Regions from separate parts of the Arabidopsis thaliana genome. Here region 2 is linked to region 1. Evidence: chromatin contacts called from public ChIA-PET data. All regions are on one chromosome and are shown on one strand. Each heading gives the region's core, a stretch centred on a gene start, on an enhancer-like site or on the middle of the called end of the contact. The rest is flanking DNA. Distances are from core to core; before and after follow the strand shown.

Region 1 (3,903 bases), core at 1,312-3,811:
CCTGCCAATCAGAGATGACAAAACCCTGCAGAAAAAAACAGAAAGAAGGGCCTTAAGAACCATAGCACAGAAGATTATGTGAATCCACATGTATCATTTCTTACCCTGAACTTCAACTTGTTCTTGAGGAAACCCGTGACAAGTTCCTTGTTAGCATGCATTCTCAAACCGTTCCAGGCAGAGTAAGACACCATTATTGTTGCAACACCCTTGTTTACAGCATTGTAATATCCAGGCATGTGAATTCCGAACAGGCCCTTCGAGTCAATCACTGTGTTGTTCTCATCAATTCCTCTCACTGTACCTCCATCTCCAACAAAATGCTTTGCACAAGCTGCAACTTTTGTCCTGTAATAGTCACAAACTCATTTCGGTAAGTAAATGGGATTTGTGTTCGTATCATTCACTAATGCATTAATTAAGTTATGACTGAAATGAATCTAGTCAAACAATATACTTATAGTTTCAACGAGAAATAAGCTCATTTTATCTCCCTCACATGTGAAAGATAGTAATAAGTTCACACTGGTCCCTACAGTGGCAGAAAATTCAAACCACGACTCTTTAAGAACCTGTCTGAACCTACAATAGATAGATAGACTTAAAACGTATCACATGGGTTGGCCAGTCATTCATTGCCAGACAGGCTTTGCACTTGGAAAATTGACCACCACTTTCTCAATGAAAGCACGCGTGAGCATGACCTGATGATTTTCCCCACTCTGATCATTGACTCAACATACAGAATCAATTCAAATCATACCCAAATGTAATCGAAAAAGAAAGCAAGTTAACATGAGTTCTTGCCTTAATTGTATCTTCATAAAAGTAGTTTTAAAATTCTCCTAGTGACTATCTATAAACATATCACAGAAGGAAGATTAATTACAGGCAAAATTACTTACTTTCCACCAACAAAGGGAACACCCTTTCGCTTGGTAGGAAGGTCGCCTTGCAAACCGGGTATAATCTCAGTCATCTGTTGGACAATTCTATAATCCTCGCTGTAGCTCTCGTAGCATCTTCCCCATCTTGGATCCCTACAAACCTGTCAAAGCATATCCACATTGCAGAAATATTAAGCATACACGTTTCTTAATCAGTTTTCTGCAACAACTTCAAACTAGATAGCTTCATTATACTTACTGCAATACACGGGGCAAAGGCATATGGGATTCCAGTCGCTCTGACTTCAAGCGCGGTTGCTGCCCCAATCCTCTTAACAAGGTTAGGATCCCTAAGAGATTAGTCAAAAACACAAACATAAAGTTGTTCAGTATCATAGCTATATAAAACAGACCAATTCCAACAAGAACAAAGTCGTTTCAAGTTTGTGATAACCAGAGTTAAGGCTTTCTATGACAACTACTTGCCTGGTGACTCCAAGGCCTACATTGTGCGGGAAAATGGTGGCGCCATACACATTGTTGTGACCGTGAACAGCATCAATCCCGTAGATCATAGGGATCCCAAGGCGGGTCGAAAGAGACGCCTTTTGAATCTCATTGACCATGTTCACCCAAGTTTCAGGAGTAGCTTTTTCCGAGGGCACACTTCCTCCACCACTCAAAACACTCCCTACACACCAAAACCCAACAAAGTCCACTCATTTAAACAATATATCGAACACTTAACAGACAATAATTCCTCCAAGCTCATTTTCTTCTTACCAATGAAGTATTTCTTCATGACTTCAGGTGTAGCGACGCTGCGTTCGATCTGAACCATCTGACCAATCTTCTCTTGTAGAGTCATACGGTTCATCAAATCTCTGATTCTTGCACCCAAAGGCTGCTTTGGGTCCTTGTACTTCAAAGTACCCTCAGCAGCAGCCACGATACAGCAAAGCAGCATGAGACATAGCACCTTACTCAAAGTCCCCATTTTTGCTTCTTCCACAGTTTCACTACAAGTGCAGATAATCAGATCTAAGCTATTGTTAGTCAGAGGAACTGTTCCATTGTAAATCAAATCATATAGTGGAAGAAACAACTCGAGAAAAGAAGAATCTAAAACTGAAACACTTCCAAATCTGAAAACTTTCAGTACAAGAAGCTACATTTACATGAAAGAGCTGAAAAAATCAAATCTTTTTTTTTTGGTAGAGACTGACTGGTTTTGAAAAGTCAGATCTTTATTAGCAAACTGGTGAAGAAAGGAAAGACAGACGCAGATTAGTTGTTCAAATGGGAAAACAAGAAACATACACTAAAGCAACAGACGAAGAGATTTTTGAAAACAATATAGGAATAAAAGTTACAAGGATTTGGAGAAGACGAAGAAGCAAAGGATGAAGAAGCTTACAGTCTTGGAAATGGTATCTTCTTGAAACTGTAGAATGATGATCTCTTCCCTCTAGTAGACGATAGAGTGGTGATGACAAAGACAGAGAGAGATCTTGAGAAGTGTGCTGCTGCTGCTGCTTCTTCGTGCTACTCTCTCTTCTTTTTAATAACACTGAAAAGTTGCTCTTCTTTTTCACTCTTTTTCTCATTATTTTTTTCAAGATTTCTTTTGGTCAAAATTTTCCAACGATTTTTTAAAAAAATTTGGAACAAAAAATTATATATTTTGCTATGATAATAGGTTTGACAAAAAAAAAATTAAAAAAGTTTTTGTCTTTTTCATTTTAACAGAAAAATAAACTAACTTGTAATATGGGAAAAATATTAGCTAAACCCTTTTTAAAAATTTTTTAAAAAATTGCTACTACCAAATATTATGGCTTTCAAAAAAAAAAATTCGTTACTTATCATATTCTGTCGGTTGTTATTGTTGGCTCCAACAAAATGAAAATCCCTTTAGCAAAATCAGTATTGTCTACATTAATTTTGTTTAAAATAAGAGAAAGCGTGAAATAACATATCTAGATAGATAGAATTATCCACTATCACAAGTCACACGAGTCGTAAATATCGGCACGAATAGTGTGGGCGTACGTACACTCAAGTCAAAGGTACATATCACTCAATTACGTCTTGACTACCACATGATGCCGATTATGTCATGACTTAATATCAACGTTTTTTTCAAAAACAAATTGACACAAGGATAATAGTAATATCTCTTGTCTACAAGTTTTAAGCAATGAAAGCAAAAAGCTTTACGAAATTGTAGTTAAGTTAATTAAACTATTCAAGATCTTAGATCACAAGACGACTAATTATTGAAACTTGAGAAGCAAACCTCTAAACAAATATTTTGGTTATCCGAAATAGTTTTACAATATCTTGCTCTATTTTAAGAGCGTTTATGTAATCATTCTTCACTGCAAAACTGTACGAATAATTATACTATTAAGAATCAAACTATACTATATATATTTGGAAAAGTCGTTTCAGTCGTCTAAGTTCTATCACATAACAAAACTTTTGTTACTAGAATTTCAAATCGACCAAGTTGTATATATACTAATATCATCACAAATACATACATAATAATATAAATGAACAATTTGTGGCCCGTTCGAGTGGATCATATCGGAGACCGTGATGCTTGCAAGGTCCCAGGAGGTTACGCACGTTACACTCCAAACGGTCTCATATTGCTTTTCAGATCTCTGTAACGGATACAATTTCTCGCTTTTTTTTTTCCTCTCTCTCTCTCTTTCTTTACTCTTAAACATAGAGAATAACATAGAGATGCTTTATTTGACTAGTACATCTCATTTCTTATAAACTTTGAATTTTATGGGTTTTGAATGTGATTTGTTTTCTTATAGATTATTGATCTTTCTTAGGATGATTTTTGGAAGTTTGTAGTAAGTAGTTTTCATTTTGTAGCCAGTGCATGTGCATGGTTTTATTAATCAATTAGTCTTGCAGATATTTTTTTCCTTTGTTTTATTTATTTATTTATTGATTATTTAATTTGCCTTGTTGATCATTGGGTTTCAAGAGAGTT
Region 2 (4,341 bases), core at 290-2,789, 36 kb after region 1:
CTGACGTGCTAGCGAGGGTGGTTTCATGAGGTGCAAGTCCCCAAACCCAATCACTATGCCTCAAGGTTTTGACACACTTCATTGAAGATCGATCCCATATACGAACAGACATATCCCATGAACCGCTAAAGATACTTGTCATGTCCAGGGCAAGAGATGTAATAGGACCCTCATGTCCCCATAGCCGAAACTCAGTCTTCTCTTTCTGAAAACCTGTGAGATCAAACAGGTTCCGGAGACCATCCAGTGATTTCCAGCAATGAATGAATCCATCAGTACCGCCAGCTACCAACAGCTTTGTATCAGCAGCAAGTGCCCTAATCGTACAACCGAGAGGTTTAGATGCCGCAATAGACAAGCCTTCTTCCATGTCCCACATCCGAACAATGGAATCATATCCAGAAGTGAAAACGAGCTTGGCAGAAGCTAAGAGAAAAACAGTCCGGACTGCTTCAGTGTGACCATACAGAGTATCAATACTATAACGTCCTAAAAAGGTCCTACTCCTAAATTCCCTTTCAACAAACAGATCTTTCCATGATCTCTCATCAGAAAGCCCTGAACTTGCAGCTCCGAAAACTACAGGGAGTCCCCATCTCTCACGATAGAACTCCTTCCAAGCGTGATGCTCAGATGCTAACCTATGCAGATAAGTTGAAACACAAGACACTAGACCCAACTCTTTTGGGTCAAGGCAATTAAGAATCTCAGATATCAATGCCTGAGGTAAATCAATAATGGTAGTAGACAAATCCTTGTCAGAGAGTAACTGTTTCGAGCCACTGGGCACTAAAGTTCCCTTCTTTTTCTGACAACACAACTTCACATTTGGAATCTCAACAGACCCATCATTACCTATTCTCAAATCGGTATTCAAAAGACCAGACTCACTTCTTTGATCGTTCGCAGCTTCAAGTCTCTCTTGGCACTCAAATTCCATGAAAAGCCAGTCAGCGTCCGATGTAGCCCGTAACACTTAAACAAGGAGCTTTTCACGAACGACTCTGACCGGATCTCGAAAATCTACAGCACCAGAGACGAATCCAGCTAAGCTTGAAGATAAACGAGAAAAACGATTCATCAATAGAACCAAACCAGATTAAACAAAATACAAATTTTTACCCCCAAAAATCGATAACAATCAGACCAACACATCATAAACAAAGAAAAACGAAGAGATTCGTAAATGTTAGCTAAAACGAAACAGAGGAACAACGATAAATCCCTAGAAACAGAGATGAAAGCTAAAACAAGCAAGCGGAATCGAGAAAAGTTAGTACCTTTAGTAATCAAAAACAATCTATTCGTAACAGAGAGAGGATTTTCGCCAAAATTACGTTGCCCTAATTTCTCTAATCGGATTGATGAGATTTTGAAGATGGAGAACCAAAAGGTCCAAAACCAACCAAGCATCAAACAATGTAAAAAAAAAAACATTATTGCCAATTTGTTTTTTTTTTATGGTCCCCGGACGGTGCTATACTAACCGTCCGATCGAAAAACAAATCAAGCGTCCAGATCGTACGATATGAGCAGCTACAACACATGTATATCTTTGTTTTATTATATAAGATTGATCCTATTTTTGCTGCGTTATATTCTCAAAGTTTTCAAAATTCCACAATAAGTGATTTTTAGTTGTAAATACGCTTTTTCTAGTAAGAGTAAGATTTTGCATGGAGATCATATATCACATGTTCTTCCATGCAACCATGACCTTGAAGCAATAGCTTATTCTTGTCCAATAATGCTATTGGCGCCAGAGGGAAGTGGACAAAGAAAGAGTTTTTGTGAGATCTATCGAACATAATTTGTTCCATGGCTTGTTGCCGCCTGAAGAATCTAACGACCATATCACTTGGGTTAGCCCCTTTGTCTCCGATACACACAAGCGACTATTGAGGATGCACATGATGTCTTTGAAACGGTCACGTTCATGAGATAACTTGAAAAGTTTCGGTGTGAAATGACCCATCTAAATACACGGGATAAAGATCAAATTTAATTTGGGCTTCTAGCCCATAACTATCAAGCCCATAATTTGGTTTACTTTTATTTGATTCTATTTTTGCTGCGTAATTTTCTCAAAGTTTTCAAAATTTCCATATTTTTCACCTCTACTCTCTCAGAAGCGATCATCATCTTCCCCAAAATGTCTGATTCTTCCTCAAGCCATGACTCACCACCTTCTCCGGCGATCACCGGAGATTCAGAAACCACAGTGACCAACAACGAATCAGAATCCAACACAAAATGTCAAACAGCAATCCAATCCTTATCCACGATCGTCACAAACACAAACATCCCTTCCACAATAACCATCCTCCTCGACGATGAAGCCGTCTCCACCGCGATCTCCTCTCTCCTCCTACGTCCCGATTCAGGCGCCGGAGATAACAACCTCTGCCGTTGGCTCTACGACACATTCCAATCCGCGGAACCATCGCTTCAGCTTCTCGTCCTCCGATTCGTTCCTTTAATCGCTGGTCTCTACCTCTCTCGTGTCCCTCTCCGTCAACCACAAGCCGGATTCGAAGCCGTTTTACTCGCTCTCTACGCGCACGAAACAACCTCACGTGCCGGTCAAGCAATAACCGTCAACATTCCAGATCTCTCATATCCAAGCATTTACCATGAATCCAAAGGTCTCACAAGGAACAACAACTCAACGTGCCTCAACATCGCTGTGATCTCCTCCACGTTAGATCCACACGGGACGGTTAGATCCACGCGCCGCGCGAGGATCGTCGGAGTCGCGTTGGAGCTTTACTATAGCAAAATCTCGAAAATGCCACGCGAATCTAAGCTTAATTTCTGTGAATCGTGTGAGAAATGGGCGGGGCAAAACGGAGAAACGGAGCAATCTTCACGGGCTGTGATTCCGACTTTGAGCGATGATTCGTGGAGAGAGGAAGAGAATGTTGCTATTGGAGGAAGATCTGAGAGAGATAGTGGAAGGATTCCATTGCCATGGGAGCTTCTCCAACCGATTTTGAGGATCTTAGGGCATTGTCTCCTTGGGCTCAAAATGGAAGATAGGGAGTTATCTGAGGCGGCGAATAAAGCTTGTCAGAGTTTGTATCTCCGATCTCTGCATGATATAAATCCGAAGGCGATTTTGGCTACCGGAAGTCTTCTTCGGCTCCGTGAGATGGCTCTTGATCCCAAGAATCAAATCGATCACACTGAGCTATCAAACGACACCGTTCTCTCCGTTTGACCCCGTTTTGTTATTTATTTAGTCAACGCTTTCTTTTAAACAACCAGCAAAAAAAAAAAAAATCTCTTTTTGGTAATGTTAAGGAGAGGCCACGTTCTTGTTGGCTAATTTTCTGCCTTGACAAGATCAGAGAAGAGATCAATTATGAATTGTGTTATTATTATTTTGATAAAAACTAAATACCACAGCCTCCTCTCAGTGAAAAAGATCCTGCAAGTCGATGATGTCTGCAAGAACACCGGCTGCAGTTGTGTCGTTCCCGGCTCCGGCACCTTGAATCACCAAAGGCTGCTCCTTGTAGCAACGGCTATATATCTCTACCTGCAGTTTTCCAATCATATCACTATATCAGTTATTCTTACTCACAAGACAATCTAGAGGCAAATATTGTGCTTGCGTTCATGAGATAAAGTGAGCAAATGAATCACAATCAATATATGACAATCTCATATGAGCTAAGTCTGCGGAGAAGGGCACTGATAAGCCGTTGAAAACCGAAGTATTAGCAGTTTCAGAAAGGTTTAACAAACAGAATATTATAACAAACTTACTATATTGTCACTGCCTCTTAGCCGTCCCAATGGTGAATCTTTTGAAACTTCTCGAATGCCAACTTGAACGCTGCAGAGAGAACGTGAAATTCAAAATCAGAAGATTCCGACATTGTACACTAGCATTTGCATGTACCAATATAATTAGGAAACAATTGTTCTCTCTAACTACATCAAATTAGCCTTGAAACAAATTTCTTTACGTTATTGATTATTGACTGTGAGAGTAAAGGTAACCGTTATTACCTTGAACCCTCAATCACACAGACATAACGAAGCACACACCCTTTTGATGAAGCTTTTTTAACTCTCTCCTCTATATTCTGATCAAGTTTTACTATTCCATTATGGAGGAAATCATCCACAGACATGAGTCCAGGTCCCATCTCTTCTGGATACAAGCTCTCTATCTACAGATACACCCAAAAAAAACTACAGAGGTTATGTACAGGAGAAAAGGATCAAAGGAGTCTTGTTAGGAGCCTTTTTTTGGGGATCGAGAAAGCAGAACCAAAATTTAGACAAGACTGAGATCAGAAATGAACTAGAATTCTCCACCTTACTCGAAGA

The links. ChIA-PET counts read pairs in DNA pulled down with a chosen protein or histone mark.
Region 2: a contact with region 1 is called in an H3K4me3 ChIA-PET map of shoot, with 10 read pairs. The contact joins the promoter of FBX2 here to the promoter of AT5G20950 in region 1. A contact is called at or near these places in 4 of 26 Hi-C or Micro-C datasets (callus, root, rosette leaf and 1 more) and 1 of 2 datasets of contacts at active chromatin or transcription factors (shoot).

The regions. Positions count from the first base shown.
Region 1 is chr5:7,108,892-7,112,794 of TAIR10.1, forward strand. It overlaps AT5G20950 (Glycosyl hydrolase family protein), which reads right to left and starts at 2,562. Exons shown (of 10, transcript NM_180717.3): 1 at 2,305-2,562; 2 at 1,671-1,906; 3 at 1,374-1,578; 4 at 1,147-1,237; 5 at 906-1,048; 6 at 105-348; 7 at 1-25. The coding sequence starts at 1,884.
Region 2 is chr5:7,145,738-7,150,078 of TAIR10.1, forward strand. It overlaps FBX2 (F-box protein 2), which reads right to left and starts at 1,540. Exons shown (of 2, transcript NM_001203423.1): 1 at 1,281-1,540; 2 at 1-1,052. The coding sequence starts at 940. AT5G21050 (hyccin) reads left to right here and starts at 2,153. Exons shown (of 1, transcript NM_122113.1): 1 at 2,153-3,220. The coding sequence starts at 2,153. The coding sequence ends at 3,220. AT5G21060 (Glyceraldehyde-3-phosphate dehydrogenase-like family protein) reads right to left here. Exons shown (of 12, transcript NM_122114.3): 10 at 4,018-4,181; 11 at 3,772-3,841; 12 at 3,241-3,541. The coding sequence ends at 3,416.